2 separate regions of the Mus musculus genome follow, and region 2 is linked to region 1. A link is a contact called in public promoter capture Hi-C data. All regions are on one chromosome and are shown on one strand. The core of a region is the stretch at or near the end of the contact, and the rest is flanking DNA. Distances in the headings are between cores, read along the strand shown.

The links. Capture Hi-C pulls out chosen DNA fragments and counts their contacts.
Region 2: a contact with region 1 is called in a promoter capture Hi-C map of adipose tissue. The contact joins the promoter of 4930417O13Rik here to the promoter of Chd4 in region 1. A contact is called at or near these places in 3 of 39 promoter capture datasets (the C10 cell line, neural stem cells and stem cell-derived epiblast-like cells), 1 of 15 datasets of contacts at CTCF or cohesin (embryonic stem cells), 27 of 484 Hi-C or Micro-C datasets (CD8 T cells, the HL-1 cell line, the N1E-115 cell line and 9 more), 17 of 115 datasets of contacts at active chromatin or transcription factors (the 230-238 cell line, acute myeloid leukemia, astrocytes and 12 more) and 3 of 9 other capture datasets (adipose tissue, embryonic stem cells and liver).

What each region holds. Positions count from the first base shown.
Region 1 is chr6:125,093,922-125,098,917 of GRCm38.p6, forward strand. It overlaps Chd4 (chromodomain helicase DNA binding protein 4), which reads left to right and starts at 2,060. Exons shown (of 39, transcript NM_001346610.1): 1 at 2,060-2,339; 2 at 3,166-3,344. The coding sequence starts at 3,245. It overlaps Mir7045 (microRNA 7045), which reads left to right and starts at 3,103; the gene lies at 3,103-3,165.
Region 2 is chr6:125,262,929-125,267,924 of GRCm38.p6, forward strand. 4930417O13Rik (RIKEN cDNA 4930417O13 gene) reads left to right here and starts at 2,597. Exons shown (of 4, transcript NR_015527.1): 1 at 2,597-3,141; 2 at 3,472-3,598.

The DNA.
Region 1 (4,996 bases), core at 810-3,309:
TGGGGATGTGACCTCCTGAGAACAGTTTAGATTTGCTCAGTTCTTTATGACAGGACATTGGGGAACAGTGGTCAGTGGTCTTTCTCTCTCTCTCTTTCTCTCTTTCGTTTTTCTAGTATGGAATAGTTTATTTAGGGCATGGGGAGGGGAGTTGAGGAGGGAGGAGAGTGAGAGAGAGAGAGAGAGAAGTAGAGGACTGGAGAGAGGCTGGCCATCATGAACATGGAGAGCAGGTGATGATGGGGATAGGAGGGAAGGGACAGCAGGAAGAGAGTTAGAGAGCAAGAATTACTAGATATTTTTATATTGTATCATGCATGGTCTCTTTGGTTGTTTAATGTTTCTTCATTATACATTTAATATTTATTCATGGGTGCCCCATTAGCCCAGTTGGTTAGAGCACGGTGCTGGTAATAAATAAATAAATTATAATTATCCGAGACTTGTTTTTACTGTAGCCTAGGCTGACCTTGAATTCACTGAGTAGCAGAGAATGGCCTTGATCCCTTGATCATCTCGTGTGTTCTCTGAGTGCTGAGGTTATTGGCATGTGATAATGTTCCCAGCTGTGACTGTTTCTTGAAGGAAGGCACCTGTGTGTTGGTATCCTCGTTCTCGGTCGGTAAGTAGCTAGCTCTTTACCTTGTTAGTACTCTGTCAAGGGTATGTCGAATGAACTTTAGTGATGGTGAGTACAGAGCAAGGCATGGTAGAGGACTCTCAGTCCATGGTGGTGATAGGCTATCTGTCCACGGAGGCTGCCTGGACTTGAAGGTGGCAGTGTAGAGGACTTCTGGAATGTTGAGAAATAGTTTTGGGATGGGGGTTTGTAATTGTTATGGGATGTTCTGGGTGAGTTAAAGTTTTTCATCATGAAGTTTTATGCAAGTGTTTCATCTAGTCAGCATATTATTTGTTTGAGTTTACACAAACATTCAAAGCTGGAGGGAGGTAAGTATCTAGAACATACCTGGATTTGGTGGGGTTTGTTGGGGCTCGAGGTTGGCTCTTGGTTCCTGAGTGTCTGCAAATGATGAGCTAGGAAGTCTGGGGGTCCTGAACTTTGAGAGCCCAGAATGCTCCTATTGCCCAGGAAGGGACTAAAGTGTGTGCTAGTGGGGACAGGGCAGTTAGCAGTTTGCCACACCCTCTCTGCTCTAGTTGGAAGAGCCTGACAACTTCTAGAGGTGGGGGAGGTTGTGACAATTAGGGGATGTCTGGCCAGACCTGTGTGCGGTGATGGAGTGTAGCAGAAGTATTATGGGATGTGGCACTGGGTTGTGTTGGGACAATTATGGTATCGTGGGCTTTTTGAAATTATGGGATGGGAGAGTAGATAGAGTAAATGATAGGACATTTTCCCAGTGTTAGTGGAGGAGATTTAGATGTCCATTTGTGGGGTGACAGCAGAGCTGCTGATCATTAGTGAGTATCTCTTTGCTAGGAGGAATGGTAATTTATGGACCATGGAGCTAGAAAGAGACTGGGAAGGCTGTGGGTGGTAAAGTGAGCATCTAGAATCTCAACCCTAGTGCAGGGACTGAGGGCAGCTCTGGGGGGGTTGGATATTATGGGATATCAGTATAGAAAGTGGGAGACTGATTATTACGGGATCCGTGTGGGAGGAGGCCCAGTGTCCGTTGTTGTAGTATGGGGTGGGTGAGTTTCTGACAATCATGGGATGTCAAACTGGGGGTGGTTATTATGGGATGTCGGTGGGGGATGGGTTGAATATTATGGGATATGAGGCTGAAGTGCTGGGAGGGGTGCTTATTATGGGATGGCCAAGGGGAGGGAGGGGTAATGAGTTATTATGGGATGTTAGCAGTAAGGCCAAGAGTGAAGAAGTTGGCAAAGAGTGGTTATTATGGGTTATCTAAGGGAGGGGGAGCAGGTTTTAGTTTGTAAAAGATCTGCACTATATGTCTGTAGCCCCGGGCACATATATGCATAGAGTGTGGGGGGCGGGGTGTGTGTATGTGGGGTGTCCGTGTGTATTATGGGATGGCCAGGAGGTGGGCGGTTGCCCAGGTGACGCGCGCGCGCGCTCGACGGGGGCGTGGCCAATGGTTGCCTGAGCGACGAGGGGGCGGGGGTTGCCCGGGAGACCTAAAGAGGAGGGTGGCGGTAGTGGAGGGGGGGGTTGGAGTTGGTTGAGGTTATTATGGGCTGTCCGTGGGGGGCGGGGCCTGTGCGGTGGGATTTCCCGGCCGGTGTTTCGGGCCCTTTAAGAGGCGACGCCGGAGCCGGAGCCATTTTCCCCCCTTCGGCCGCGGCGAGGAGGAGCTGGAGCGGGAGTGACACCGGCGAGACCCAGCGCGACCTGAGGCGGCTCTAGGGTGAGGAGCGCGCGAGGCAACGGGAGAGACATCTCTCTCAGCCCGACGTCGTCCCGGGGGTCATTCCTTCACCTGTCCCTTCTTCAGGCGTCCCGGGGCCCGCGGGCCGTCCCCTCTCCAGGGAGCCGACCCTTCTTCCCCGGAGGCGGCCGGGTTACCTCCAGACGGCGCCCTGCCCTGAGGGAGTCCTGCTCCCCGCCCCCCCCCCCTCCTGGGCTCGGCCTCCCACAATGCCGGGCGAGCGCCTGCCCGCCCGCCCCTCGCCCTTTGCTCGCTAGCCCCCCGGGACACGTGGCCCGGCCCCCTTCCCGGTGGGTGCTCGCTTTCCTCCGGCGTCCCGACTCTTCGGGACCCCGGAGCGCCCGAGCCTCCACGCCCCCTGGTCCCCGCCGTTCCGGAAGAGAACCTGAGTTGTCCCAGAGGACAGCCTTTGGAGAGCTGCCCTGTCTGGGGACTGGCCCCTCCCCGGGCGCAGAGGAGCGCCCCCCCACTCCCAAGTGACCTTGTGTCCCCGAGCACCGGCCGCCTCCCCTGACCCTCTCCGCGCCTCCCCACTCGAACCCCACTCCCCAGGCACTCCTGGCTCAGGCCAGGCTAGCTTCTTCCTTCCCCTCCATGCACCAGCCTGCCCTCGGGGGCGTCATTCCCTCTTCTTGGGGGCTCCTGCTGGGGAGCCGGCTCACGGGCTGTCCCCGAGGAGTGTGGAACTAAGTTCAGCCTGAGTGGTTCGGGTGCTTGGCTAGGGTGGTAGGGCAGGGGGGCGGAAAGAGCGGGTGGGGGAGGGGGACTGCGCGTCACTCACTGTTCTCCCCCCTCCCCCGCACAGTGACTCGGGCCAGTGCAGAGGGCCCCAGGCCGCAGGCAGGAGCAGCTGGGCCAATTCCCTGGCCGGGGAACGGAAGGGGATGGCGTCGGGCCTGGGCTCCCCGTCCCCCTGCTCAGCGGGCAGTGAGGAGGAGGATATGGACGCACTTCTGAACAACAGCCTGCCCCCACCCCATCCAGGTAACATCTTCCCGGAGGGCCCAGGGCAGGAAGATGTTTGATCTTTCCTCGAGACTCCAGTGAGGCTGCGTTCGCGCGCTGCTTGTCCCTGTGCAGAACCCAGGGTGGAGGGCATCCGAAGGGAGTGGTTCTTTTCTGCGGAGCTCTTGTGTGCTGGGGGGTGCTGGGGGAGGTGGAAGCCATGTGCCTCTTGGGCACCACGGACCCAGATGCAAGCTGGCTTCACTCAAGGCTGTCTGGAATGCTCCGCAGTCCCCGGTTGAGGGAGCTCTCTGGGTTAGCTTTACCTCGTGCAGGTTCTTGGAGGAATGCAGGTGGTTCCGACTCTGGTGGTGACATGGTGGGGTGCGGTGGGGATTTCTGTTGCGGGAGCCCTGCCAGGCATCTGGGATCCCGCGGTTGTTCCCTGGAGAAGAAAGCGAGAGTGTTGGTTGCTTTCTGTCCCGATCTCTTACGGGTTCTCTGTGCTGTTTCAAGAGTGTAAAGTTTGAATCTCACTCTTTATCAGATCTGTAGAACTTTGTTAGTCAGATTGTTGGGATTTTTTTGAGTGGAGAAGGATGGAGGGCTAGGAGAGGCAGCATGCAGTAGCCTAGTGAGGGCAGAGGGAGGGAATTGGCCCTTGGTGTGGACATAATCTTGGATCTTTACTAGGGGCTTCCGCCACTCTGAGGTAGCTTGGGGTCTGGTCTGGATTGGTGGCGTGAGGTGTTTGTGTGGGTGTGTTAGGGTTTGCACTGTGTTTTGGGGTTGCTCCCTGGACTGGCTAAACCCGTATTATTATAACCATCTTGCCTGAGTGCCTGCCCTCAAGTGATGGCTGATGTCATGCTTGGAAGTGGATGTCTTTCTCTTGTCTCCTTATTTAGAGCCCCCTTAGTTAAGGCACCTATTGGCTTGACTCCCCCACATTCATTGCAAGGTCGGTATCTTCTCTGCGTCCACGTAGTTTCCTACACCGTGGAGCCCGGCTGTCCTGGTTACTACCCTGTGAAGCCTGGCTGTCCTGTTTTTTGTTCCTTACGGCATGGCTCTCACTTCTGCCTTTTCCTGAGCCCCAACTGGAGGGTGAGATATCCAGAAGAAATCATTTTCAAATTTGTCATTTAAGAGAGCCATTATTCTTGCTGCTGAGTCCTAGGCTGCTGAGATAAGGGACTTAGATCTGTGTCTGATCACTGAGGTGTAGGCCTGCGGAGCTCTGCCTTTGCGAGGGTGAGGTGGGTAAGGAGGAAGACTTACTTTTCCTTCCTTGTCTTTATGAGAGGCTGGGTGATGCTGTCTGACCAGCGTTGCTTCCCATCTTAGCCATAACCCCTTGCTTGAAGGTCTGGGGCTTCCCTCCCAAGTGGGAGCACTGCAGGCTCTCAGTGTGAACTCTGCCCCAATCTGTAGCATGACCCAGTTTTTCCTCTGGCCACACCCAGTTCTGCCCCTTTCCCAAATCTCCCTCTATGGCATGCAGCGTGATGGGCCTGAGGAGTTGGAGGGCTGTGTGTGGGTGGAAAGGGGCCCACTGTGCCTCCACAGCCCTGTCCCTGGCTCACTTCTGCTCCGCAGGCAGAGGAAGAAGGCTTTGGTGGGTACTGTAAGGGCTGTGGGCCAGAAGCCCTTAAAAAAATGGTGTGTTTAGGGATGAGAGGGGCCTCCAA
Region 2 (4,996 bases), core at 1,347-3,846, 170 kb after region 1:
AATCTAATAAGCACATTTCAGCTCCTGGAGCCCATGTAAAATCCCTGATGTGAGGCTCACATCTGTGATCCCAGCATTCCCTGCTAATGGCAGGAGAGCCAGACATCACCTGGAAGCTCACAGCCAACTGCCTGGAGTGCACAGAGCAGCAGAAACAACAAAAGGGATTCTGAGTGCTCCCAGCTCCTGCAGAGGACCCTGTTTCAGTTCCCAGCACCCACATCAGGTGGCTCCCAACCGCCTGAAACTCCAGTGCCAAGGGATCGAATGCCCTCTTACGGTCTCTGTGGGCACTGCATGCATGTGGGGCACATACAGACAAGACACACATAAGTAAGAACACATTTAAAGCCTGGCTGAGATGCTACACACTTTTCATCTCAGCACTCAGGAGGCAGGAGCAGGCTGATCTCTGAGTTCGAGGCCAGCCTGGTCTACAGAGTGAGTTCCAGGACAGCCAGGGCTACACAGAGAAACCCTGTCTCGAAAAAACAAAAACAAACGAACACACACACAAAATGCAAAAGTTGTCCTCTGACATGTGATGGCATGCAAATGTGCATGTGTATGTGTATGAGTGTGTTTGCACCCCAACACCTTCCCCACACTAATAATAATGGTAACAATAATAATAATACCCCTAAGTGAGTACTTCCTACCACTCCATGCTCTCTGGCCGCTTCCCTTCCTCCCTCAGGTGCTATCTTTTCATATGAGAAGTTTTTAAATCTTGAGTTGTAGTGATCTATTTTTTTCCTTTGTTGCTTATTCTTTTGGTGGTGTACTTAGGAAACTGTCGCCTAATCTAAGGTCACAGAGGTTGCCACCTCTTTCCTTCTAATGGCTTTGTAGTTTTAATTCTTTTTTTCTTTTCTTTCCTTTTCTTTTCTTTTCTTTCTTTTTTTTTCCGAGACAGGGCTTCTCTGTATAGCCCTGGCTGTCCTGGAACTCACTTTGTAGACCAGGCTGGCCTCAAACTCAGAAATCCGTCTGCCTCTGCCTCCCGAGTGCTGGGATTAAAGGCGTGCGCCACCACGCCCAGCCTGTAGTTTTAATTCTTGTATTTCACTGCTGAGCGGTGTCTCAGTGCCTGAAGTCAGAAGAAAACTATTCTTACACTGGAGGGTCTTGGTAACCATCAATTGGCCTATGGCTTGATTTCTGGACTCTCAGTTTTATTCCATTAATCTATGTCCATCTTTATGTCGCTCTCACAGTTTTGATTACAGTTTTATAGTAAGTTTTGACATCAAGAAGTATAAACTCGGAGTGGTACTGTATGCTTATGTAATCCCAGCAGTAAGGTGGCAGAGGCAGGAGGATTACTGTAAGTAAAAGTTCAGCCTGCGCTACATAGCGAGACCTGTCTCAGAAGAGAAGAGAAAGGAAACTGGAAAGAATGAGTTAGTGGGTTTTGATCTTTTCTGAAATAATGTTTTGTTTTTACACTAATTTGTTCACTCATTTTGTGTGTGGTGTGGGTGGGAGTGTGTCGCGGCACGTATGTGGAGGTCAGAGGTCAGTTTACAGAAGTTGATGCTCTCCTGCCACCGTTGGAGGTCCCAGGGATTCAGTTCAGGTAGCCAGGCTTGGTGGCAAATGTCTTTAATTGCTGAACCATCTTTCTGGCCTCTCTAAAGTATTTTGGCTATTCCGTGCCTCTTGAATCGCCGTATGACTTTTAGGATCAGTTTCATTTCTGCAAAAAGGGGCAATTGAAATTTTTATAGGCATTGTCTTGGACTCACTGGTGGGAGTTGGCAGAATTATCACAATAACACAATCAGGTTTTCCAACCCATGAACACCAAATCTTCTGATATATTTAGTACTAAATGCCTTTAAACAATGTTTTGTGACTTTTCATTGTAGAAGTCTTACAATTTATTTGTTGACTTTCTTGGTAAGGTTTTAATCTTTCTGATGCTATGGTAAGTGGAATTCCCCCCTCCCCTAGTTTTTTCTTGTTTTGTTTCTGAGACAGGGTTTCTCTGAAAGAGAGCTCTGCCTGTCCGTGAACTTGCTTTGTCAACCAGGCTAACTTTGAACTCACAGGGAACTGCCTGCCTCTGCCTCCCCAGTGCTGGGATTAAAGATATGCACTCTTGGTTCCTTTGTTTTTTAAATTAATTAATTAGTTGATTAATTAATTAAAAAAAACCAGTGTCTCATGTATTCCAGGATGGCCTCAAATTGATTTTGTGGCTAAGAATGACCGTGAACACCTGATTCTGTCTCTACTCCTAAGCACTAAGTGACACTGTGACACTTCACCCAGCTGATGTCAGGCTACCCGCTGCTTACGTTACTTATTTTTCTATTTAGACAGGGTCTCCTGTAGTTTCTGCTAGCCTCAGCCTGACTCCACGTGTCTCCCTCCCAAGTGCTGGAGGTGGCAGATGAGCGGCACAGTGCCTGGCTGTGTTGACTTTTGAAGAAGGCAGCTGTTTTCTCTGCGGGCAGGAAGGTGGCAGCAGGACGTGTAGGTGTGTTGCTATGACACCGTGTGCTGCTGTTGTCACGTAACTTCTCTGAAGTCATAGATGGCGAGTTAGATTCTGTGACACAAAGGGAAGCGTGTCTGACTAATTATTCCCACACTGCCTTCGCTTCTGAGGGCTCCCTGGCCTGGGAGAGTTTGAGCAGAAGTGTAAGTTTGGGTCTACAGAGCTCTCGATGTCCTGACCCTTCACTCCTGTAGGATTTGGGCTAGCCCCTTCTGAAGGAACAGGGACCCCTTTAGTGGGCACAGGCTGTGGTCATATTTCTTTTCTCTTTTTCTTTTCTAATGTTTTTGAGGTAGCCTAGGCTGACCTCTGAGGATAGCCCAAGTGCTGACACTTCAGGTGTGTGACACCATGCCTGGCTACCGTCACATTTTGTCACATGCCTTTTGCCTGTACTTACTGACTGGAGAGCTGTTTATTCATGCTTTGCCCATGTCAAAACTGGATAACTGATTCTTCTCTTTCACCTACAAGTTAGACCAGGATGGGCATTTTCATGAGCCTATTGCCTAGGGAGGTTTGTAAATGATAGACACAGGCAAGGCGGGGCCAGAGGAGGCTGAGGTGAAAATCCAAGGAAAAATCCAAGAGTCAGTCAGATGGCAAAGAACTGAAGAAATACTGGACCATTGGAGGTATAAATGTCTGTTTGCCCTCTGCTTCTCTGGTTGTTAGTGGGGTGAGCTGCTCAAGGACTTTGAATGAGTCTGTCTGTGCTGTAACCGGGAGGGTGGGTGGATCGGTGCTGATGCTCCTAGGGAGCATGTGAGCAATGGTGTCAGGTACTGAGCTGCGCAGGACGCAGGGCTGGTAAATGTGTCCTGGAACGACTCAGTCACCAGCTCCTGCCTTCTCTGCCAGGCGTGAGAGCAGCATGAGAAGTCAGGGTTCCAGGCAAAGAGTAAAGGAACCCGGGAGGTCAAGGCACGGGGCGGGCAGGTGGAACAGAATATCACCCTTCCTAGGGTTCCCAGTGGGAAAGTGCGAACTTCAGGACGGGCCGTGTGGAGACTTCTGGGGCTGAGACGTGACTAACACATTTCCATGCTGAAGGATGTGGTGGACTGGCAAGGGACTAGAATAAGAGATGACGTGAGTTTCTGTGTGTTTTCTGATCCTTTTTATTATTATTTTTTAAAGATTTACTTATTTTATGTATGTGAGTACACTATAGCTGTACAGATGGTTGTGAGCCTTTATGTGGTTGTTGGTCATTGAATTTTTTTAGGACCTCTGCTCACTCTGGTCAATCCTGCTCGCTCAGTCCCTGCTCGCTTCAGCCCAAAGATTTATTTATTATTATGCATAAGTACACTGTAGCTGTCTTCAGACGCACCAGAAGAGGGCGTCAGATCTCATTATGGATGGTTGTGAGCCACCCCCTGCCAGCTCTGATCCTTTTTATTTTTTAAGACAAGGGCTGTCTGTGTAGTCCAATGACTTAGTACTTACTGCCCAGACCCTTGTCCTCCTGCCTCCTCCTCCTCTCAAGCCCTGAGACTACAGATTCACACCACCACGCCCAGCTGTTTGTATAGTTCGGGATTAGAGAGTAGAGAAAAATGGTCTGGGAGTAATTACTGACATTGTAGACAAAGAATAGATTATTGTTCATCAAGTAAACATTCTACTGTCCCTTATGCCTTTTAAGTTCAAAGTACGCATTTTGTTGTTTTATTATGAAGCTCTACATATGTACGTGCTGGCGATTCAAACTCAGCCCTCAGATGGCTGTGTAACACCTTGCATAGATAAACACTGGGCCATTTCTGCAGACCCATCTTTCTTTTCTTTCTTTCTTGTTTGAGACAGGGTCTCACTACATAGCCCTGGTTGGTTCAATAACTTCCCACTGTGCTTCATTCCCATTTGTCCTTTTAAAATTAAAATTTTATTAACTCAGCTTGAACAATTTAAGCTCCACTATAAATATAGTCCATTGGAGTCTCTTAAATATTTTAAATCTCTCATCTAAATTTAACATCCAGTATATTTGATTTTCTCTTAAAGCGTTTCGATGCGTGACAGGGCAGTGTCTCTTTAGACATCGTTTCAACTTACTGGGCAGCCTAGGCTGCCTATGAACACCTGATCTTCCTGCTTCAGCCTCCTAAGTGCTGGTATTATAAGAGTATATTACCATTAGTCAGACATCTAACTCCAGTGAGAATAAACTCCCTAACTACTTCAACACTTGTTGTAAGTCTAACAAAGGTTTACATGTCGTCATCATGATTCTTTGAAGTATTATCATTGTTTACAGTCAGCGTGCACACCTCCTAACCTAGAATCACAGTCCTAGTTTGGGTTAATATTACTGTGATGGAACAGCATGACCAAAAGTAACTTAGGGAGGAGAGGGTTTATTTGACTTCTATATAATAGTCCATCACTGAAGGAAGGCAGGACAGGAACTCAGGCAGGGCAGCATCCTGGAGGCAGGAGCTGATGCAGAGCCCATGGAGAGGTGCTGCTTACTGGCTTGCTCAG